Regions from separate parts of the Gossypium hirsutum genome. Here region 1 is linked to region 2. A link is a contact called in public Hi-C data. All regions are on one chromosome and are shown on one strand. The core of a region is the stretch at or near the end of the contact, and the rest is flanking DNA. Distances in the headings are between cores, read along the strand shown. Region 1 holds the start of LOC107924712 (cellulose synthase-like protein D3). Region 2 holds the start of LOC107924772.

Region 1 (2,935 bases), core at 354-2,853, 630 kb before region 2:
CTTATCATATTTTTTCGCACTTCGGTGTTTATTGTTATTTGCACTATGTGCCTAGTGATATATGAGATGCATTAAAAATACATTATTGATTTATTTTCGTATATCCTAAGTGTTTAGCTAGTCTACATTGGGTTACAGTATCGTAATTCAACTACTGTCAATTAATGGGTTATGGTAAGTACTGGTAAGTACGATTTTAGAAAAATGTTGAACTTTAAGGACTAAATTTAATATGGAGTATATGTGTATATAGCGAATATATTTTAATTTCATTATTAGTAGAATTTAAAATCTTGAAGTACTTGCTAAGTCTTCACAGACTTACCGTGTTAATTTTCTAATGCGTAGGTACAGTAGATCCCATCAAGCTAATATCGAGGTTGAGAGCATCCCATCTCATCACTGCTTCAAGTGTCACTAGAGTATGTATAATTTTTGGAATTAGTATGACATGTATATAGGTTCTTGGTATGGGTGAATGTTAGAAGGATTAAAATGAAAACTTTGAAAACCTTGTTACTTTGGTGATCTAATGATATATATTTTGTTAGTATTTGAAATGAATTTATAAGATTTTAACACATGTTTGCATATGTGATGTTATTATATGGTTATTGTGATGAATTTAATGAGATTGAGGTTAACTGAACTGGTTTTGAAGTGTTGGATTGTTTTGAATTAATGTAGGGGGTTTTAAGCAATTTTTCTAACTAATTTTGCCCCAATTTGACCCAAAGTATTAATACTAGGGGTAAGGTATCAATACCTAGGCCTTGAAATTGAAAATTTTCGAAACATAAAGCAATTTTGGTATCAATATTGATTTTGGTATCGATTCTTAGGCCTAAGGTATCAATACTTTCATTAAAATTTTGAAATTTTGGAGTTCCAAAATGCCATTTTGGTTTCGATACCTCATGTTTTAGTATCGATACTTGTCACTTGTATTGATTGAAAATCATATTTAAATAATTTTTAAACATACTCGATTAACAATAATGCCCCTAAATTTCTAATATAATATTATCAGATTGTTTAAATGATAATGTTCAAAATACCTAATGATTAGCCGAGATTGCTTTAACACTAAAAGTCAAATCAGGTATGAGGGTGTTACGTCACCTCTCCCTTATAGACTAATTTACTAAATAATTCACAAAGCCAAACTATTTTGCAAAATAATTTTCCTAACTCACCGTAAAATCAAACCCAAAAGGAAAGACATTATTATTATTATTATTATTTTGTCATAGGATAAGGAAAATGATGTTTAATCATGTGAAATTGCATGCTCTTTTTTCACTATTACCACTTAGTTTCCATTTTCTCTTAAAAATCACAACACATCACATTGTTTATGAAAAATATAGAATGATTTAAATGTCAGATGGTCACATGAACTTTGTTTATGACAGACTTAAGACATATTTTTCCTTTGTCACTTGCCCTTTACATTTTCTTTTATTTAAAATGAAAAAGCCTTTTGGTTTCTCCAAAATACCATGAATGCCCTTTCTCATTAATGTACAAAATTCCCATAAAACCCCTCCCTTAATTTAATCCATAAATAATGGCTAATTTTTGAGTCTTTTTCCTTGCCCTTTTTGGGTCATAAGAAAGAAAGCAACCTGTATTTCTATCTATCTTGTCCAAAAATCAACACCTCTAAAACCTACTCCAATAACACAAATTCTACAGTGTGTAAAAAATATATAGAGAAAGCCGGTGAGAGGCCAATGGCAGTCAGTCTTCAATATTTTAGTAGCCGGTGTTCCAACTAAGACCAACTCATTGTTGTTCTACACGTTCTCCGCGACTTCACTTCACCATTTCTCAATGAAAACACCCATTTCAAAGAAACTTCTCTTTCCACTTCAAAAACCCGTCTCTTCCTTTTTCTTTTATGACATAACACAACTATAAACTTCACCCATCCTTATGTCTTAGCTCTCTCCTTTCTATAAGTTTTAGTAGATAGCAGTTGGAGATCGACAAATGAGAGAAACATAGAAAGAGAAAGAGTTTCGATTGTTCTGATTTAAAGAGGTTTTTTTGTTCAAGATTAGACTAAAGGAAGAGATCTGGAAAAGAAAATCGTTTTTTCTTTCGTAAAGTAGACAAATTAAAAGGGTGAGCATTTATCTATGTTGTTGTTGTTAATGCTATGCTAAAGATCTGTTTTTTTTTTTGGTTTAGACATTTTTGGATCTTTTCTTCCTTAAAGGCAAATTGGGTTTATGTTGCTTTTTGTTTTCTTGGGGTTAATTTGTTTGGTTGATGGGGAAATGTGGGAGCTAGGGAGGGGATAAAATGAAGTTTTGGATAAGTGGTGTTTTTTGATCCGGGCTTTAGAGGTACCCTGTTGGCTATTAGTGCTTTGATTGAAGTTTAGATTTAGTATTGAGGCATAATAATCTTTGTATGTTTATACTTAGATTTTTCTACGTGTAGATTTGGTGTTTTTCGAGAAATTTTATTGTTTGAGAACATGACAACGATGGTATTTTTTGTTTGGTGTCCAAGAAACTGCGGTAAACCGAGGGAAAGTTTTTGAATTGTTTGCTTAGCGAGAACGATTTGTTTAACTGGGCCCACTCCTGGTTGCCTTTAAACTTTCTCGGAATCTAAAATTCTTGTTGTAAAGTTTAGTACAGATCTGTTAACGTAGAAAAAGTTCTTCGATTTTTATTGCAGATGTTGACTTAATTTGACATTAAATTCATATGATTTATATACCTTTACCATCTATTAGTTAATTGTCCAAATCATGTGTATTTTAAGTTGCTTTTATGTTGACATTGGCAATCAAATAGAGGATGAGATTGTAGTTCAGAACCGTGAAATCTCTACTAGTGCTTCTAGTGATATAATTTTATGTCTTCTGGAAATTCAGGATCTAGGAGAATTCTCTGGTAGAGCTAAAAACCATGGCTTC
Region 2 (2,918 bases), core at 166-2,665:
TAAAAGAACTTTCATTCAATCAGTTGCCTCACTTGCATCTACAACTGCGTTACTCAGCTCAAAATTATGCTCTCATACCCACATCTGAAAATGCGAGACTAATATTTTAGGCAAAAACAAAGAGTAAGAGTAACATACATCTAGGAAAATAAAAGCTAAACTAAGACTTTAATCATCAATCGTACATATCTGTGAAATTCATTAGTCTAGTTCTACTGCAGATCCCTGTACTAATATTAAGTTTGAAAGTTAGTCTTCATACTAGTGTCAATCCGAAACATGTGTCAATGCAAATGCCACATTGGCACTTTTTAACATCATTTACTAACATTATCATTGATTAGACGGAAATTTTTAAATCAAATAAGAGGACTAAATTGACAACAATTTAAGTAGTGAGACTAAATTTCAACCTTGATACGAGTACAGAGACAACAGCAAAACTAGACCAAATTCATTCTGTTATAAACACTTAATCAAACCTACCCAGGTTTAGAACGCATGCACTGCCAAAAGAGCTTAAAAGGTCCTGGAACGGTCTTAAATGGGTTCCCCTCAAAACAAGCCTGCACCAAACAAGCAAATTTAAACAAGAACGTTGATCCAAAAAGCTGACCAGTAAATGCTCAAAACATGAACATCAGGAGGAGAATGTTATTCAGACAAGGATCATGGCAAGATCCTTCTACTTCTTTCTCACTCCCCCAAATCTTGTGGCAATAGTTTAATAAAAAGGATCTCAACATACAAACCGTGCTCTAAGACCCACAAACAGCTTCAGCTGGCACCTTTCCAAAGAGCATCTCAATGTACATAAAATTGATCTGTTCGTTTCGTGGAATTTTTGTAGAAGTTGAACCAATATAATTATATAATATCATTGTTACATAGGAGAGTAAATCATATCAAAATGACGATTATCAAATTTCTTGGCTCTAAACTTTCTCTTTAAAAGTTGAGAATTTGGGAAAGCCACAATTTCGTAGAGAAATAAATAAGTGGGTAAAAATCTCAGGTCCCCCTACCCCAACTTAAGTTAGATCAGAGTTTAGCTTCAGAAGTCAAGCTTACTGGTTCCTCCTATGCCCCAAAACAATATACATATGAAATACGAAAAAAATTCCCCATTTTCCATTTTTTTAGAATAAGAAGAAAAGGAAAAAGAAATACTTGGATAACATCTTCAGCTCGATCGTTGCAACGATGAGCCTTAGGTTGCCGATGCTCCCCTTCTGGCATTCCCCATGGGCTCTCTCTCCTTGGCACTGGCCTTGTCTCACCCATCTCTTCCCTTCTCTCTGCCAACACTGTTTTTTTCTTCTTTCAGCTATTTGTCTCTCTGACCATTCCGCTGTTTACAAACTACACCCAAAGAAAAGGATCCCTTTTCGATTGTAGGCTTGTAGTCCACTTCGCACTTGGTTTGGCCCATTTATATATACCATTTATTTTTTAATGAACAATCCATATACTACACTTTTTAATGGGCTCTCTGGTATGCGAGAAACTTGCTAGTACATGAAAGTAAAGTCCAAACAACAGAAGTCCAAGCCATGCCTTTTGCCAAGGATACGAGATTTCATAGTGTTACTTTAGAGGGAGATTCCAAAACTATCATCAACAAATTTAATGGCAATTGAGAAGATATTGTTGTTTCAATAGGGTCGGAAGCGTGTAAATTATTGTACTAAAAAATCACACAAAGTTCAATTCCCAGGGAAGAGAGGTGGATCACAATGATCTCTTAAATACCAAGTCTTTCCTTAGTCAGAATATCCCTTCTATAGTAATTTAATAGCACAATTAAATACTACTATTATACCCTCAAATATTGAAAGAAAAATAGGACAAAAAAGAACACAAGAGTTTTAACGAGGTTCGGTAAATTATACCTACGTCCTCGGGCACTAACACCAGATGATAACTTTACTATCTCCAAAATATTACAAACAAATAGAATTCCTTAAGAATTCTCAAATGGGAGAAGAGAGAAAACTAAGAGAGAAAGATTGGTTGGGATGGTTGAAATGAAAAATGAAAAGGCCTATTTATAGTTGAGGTTCAGGGACTAACTTGCAAATGGCCTAAAAAATTAGGGACCAAAATTGCAATTATCCCATTCAACTTTTCAACATTCGGTGCAACTTGCTCAACCTTTTTAACAAGTTGCTTCCTACCTTTGTTGACTTTTCAACAATCTCCACCTTGAAGATTTGATTAGGATAATCACATCTTCACATACTTCCTTCAACTCCCCAAATTCGATAAAGCTATCTTTTGTAGTGCCTCCAAATGCGCTCTCGAGTGCCATACACCTAAAGGTGCTCAAATTCTCAGGATGTTAATCAAGTTCAAACAATGATTAAACTTGATTGTTGTTACCACCTTGGTCATCATATCTGCGGGATTATCTGTTGTCGGAATCTTCTCAAGTAGAATTTTTCCTTTTTCAAAGACTTCCCGCACAAAGTGATATCTTACGTCGATATGCTTGGTTCTTGAATGATAGACTTGATTTTTCGCTAAATGAATAGCGCTCTGACTGTCACAGTATAGACTAATGTGACTTTGAACAACTCCCAAGTCTTTCAATAATCCATTAAGCCAAATAGCCTCCTTAACAGCTTCTGTAACTGCCATATATTCTGCCTCTGTAGTAGACACAGCTACTGTAGACTGTAAGGTAGACTTCCAACTCACTGGGGCTTTCGCAAGAGTAAACAGATACCCCGTAGTTGAACGACGTTTATCTAAATCACCAGCAAAGTCGGAATCAACATATCCAACTACAAACTGACCAAGTGCTTCATCCTGTTCAAAAATTAAACCAACATCTACGGTTTTTCGAAGATACCGTAGAATCCATTTCACAGCTTGCCAATATCCTTTTCCAGGATCATGCATATACCTGCTCACAA

What was found. A called contact is a pair of places that touch in the nucleus more often than the background predicts.
Region 1: a contact with region 2 is called in a Hi-C map of leaf, with 2.3 times the contacts expected there. The contact joins the promoter of LOC107924712 here to the promoter of LOC107924772 in region 2. A contact is called at or near these places in 3 of 34 Hi-C or Micro-C datasets (hypocotyl, leaf and petal).

The regions. Positions count from the first base shown.
Region 1 is chrA02:102,196,056-102,198,990 of Gossypium_hirsutum_v2.1, reverse strand. It overlaps LOC107924712 (cellulose synthase-like protein D3), which reads left to right and starts at 1,603. Exons shown (of 4, transcript XM_016855276.2): 1 at 1,603-2,130; 2 at 2,894-2,935. The coding sequence starts at 2,928.
Region 2 is chrA02:101,561,732-101,564,649 of Gossypium_hirsutum_v2.1, reverse strand. It overlaps LOC107924772, which reads right to left and starts at 1,415. Exons shown (of 3, transcript XM_016855356.2): 1 at 1,171-1,415; 2 at 487-566. The coding sequence starts at 1,284.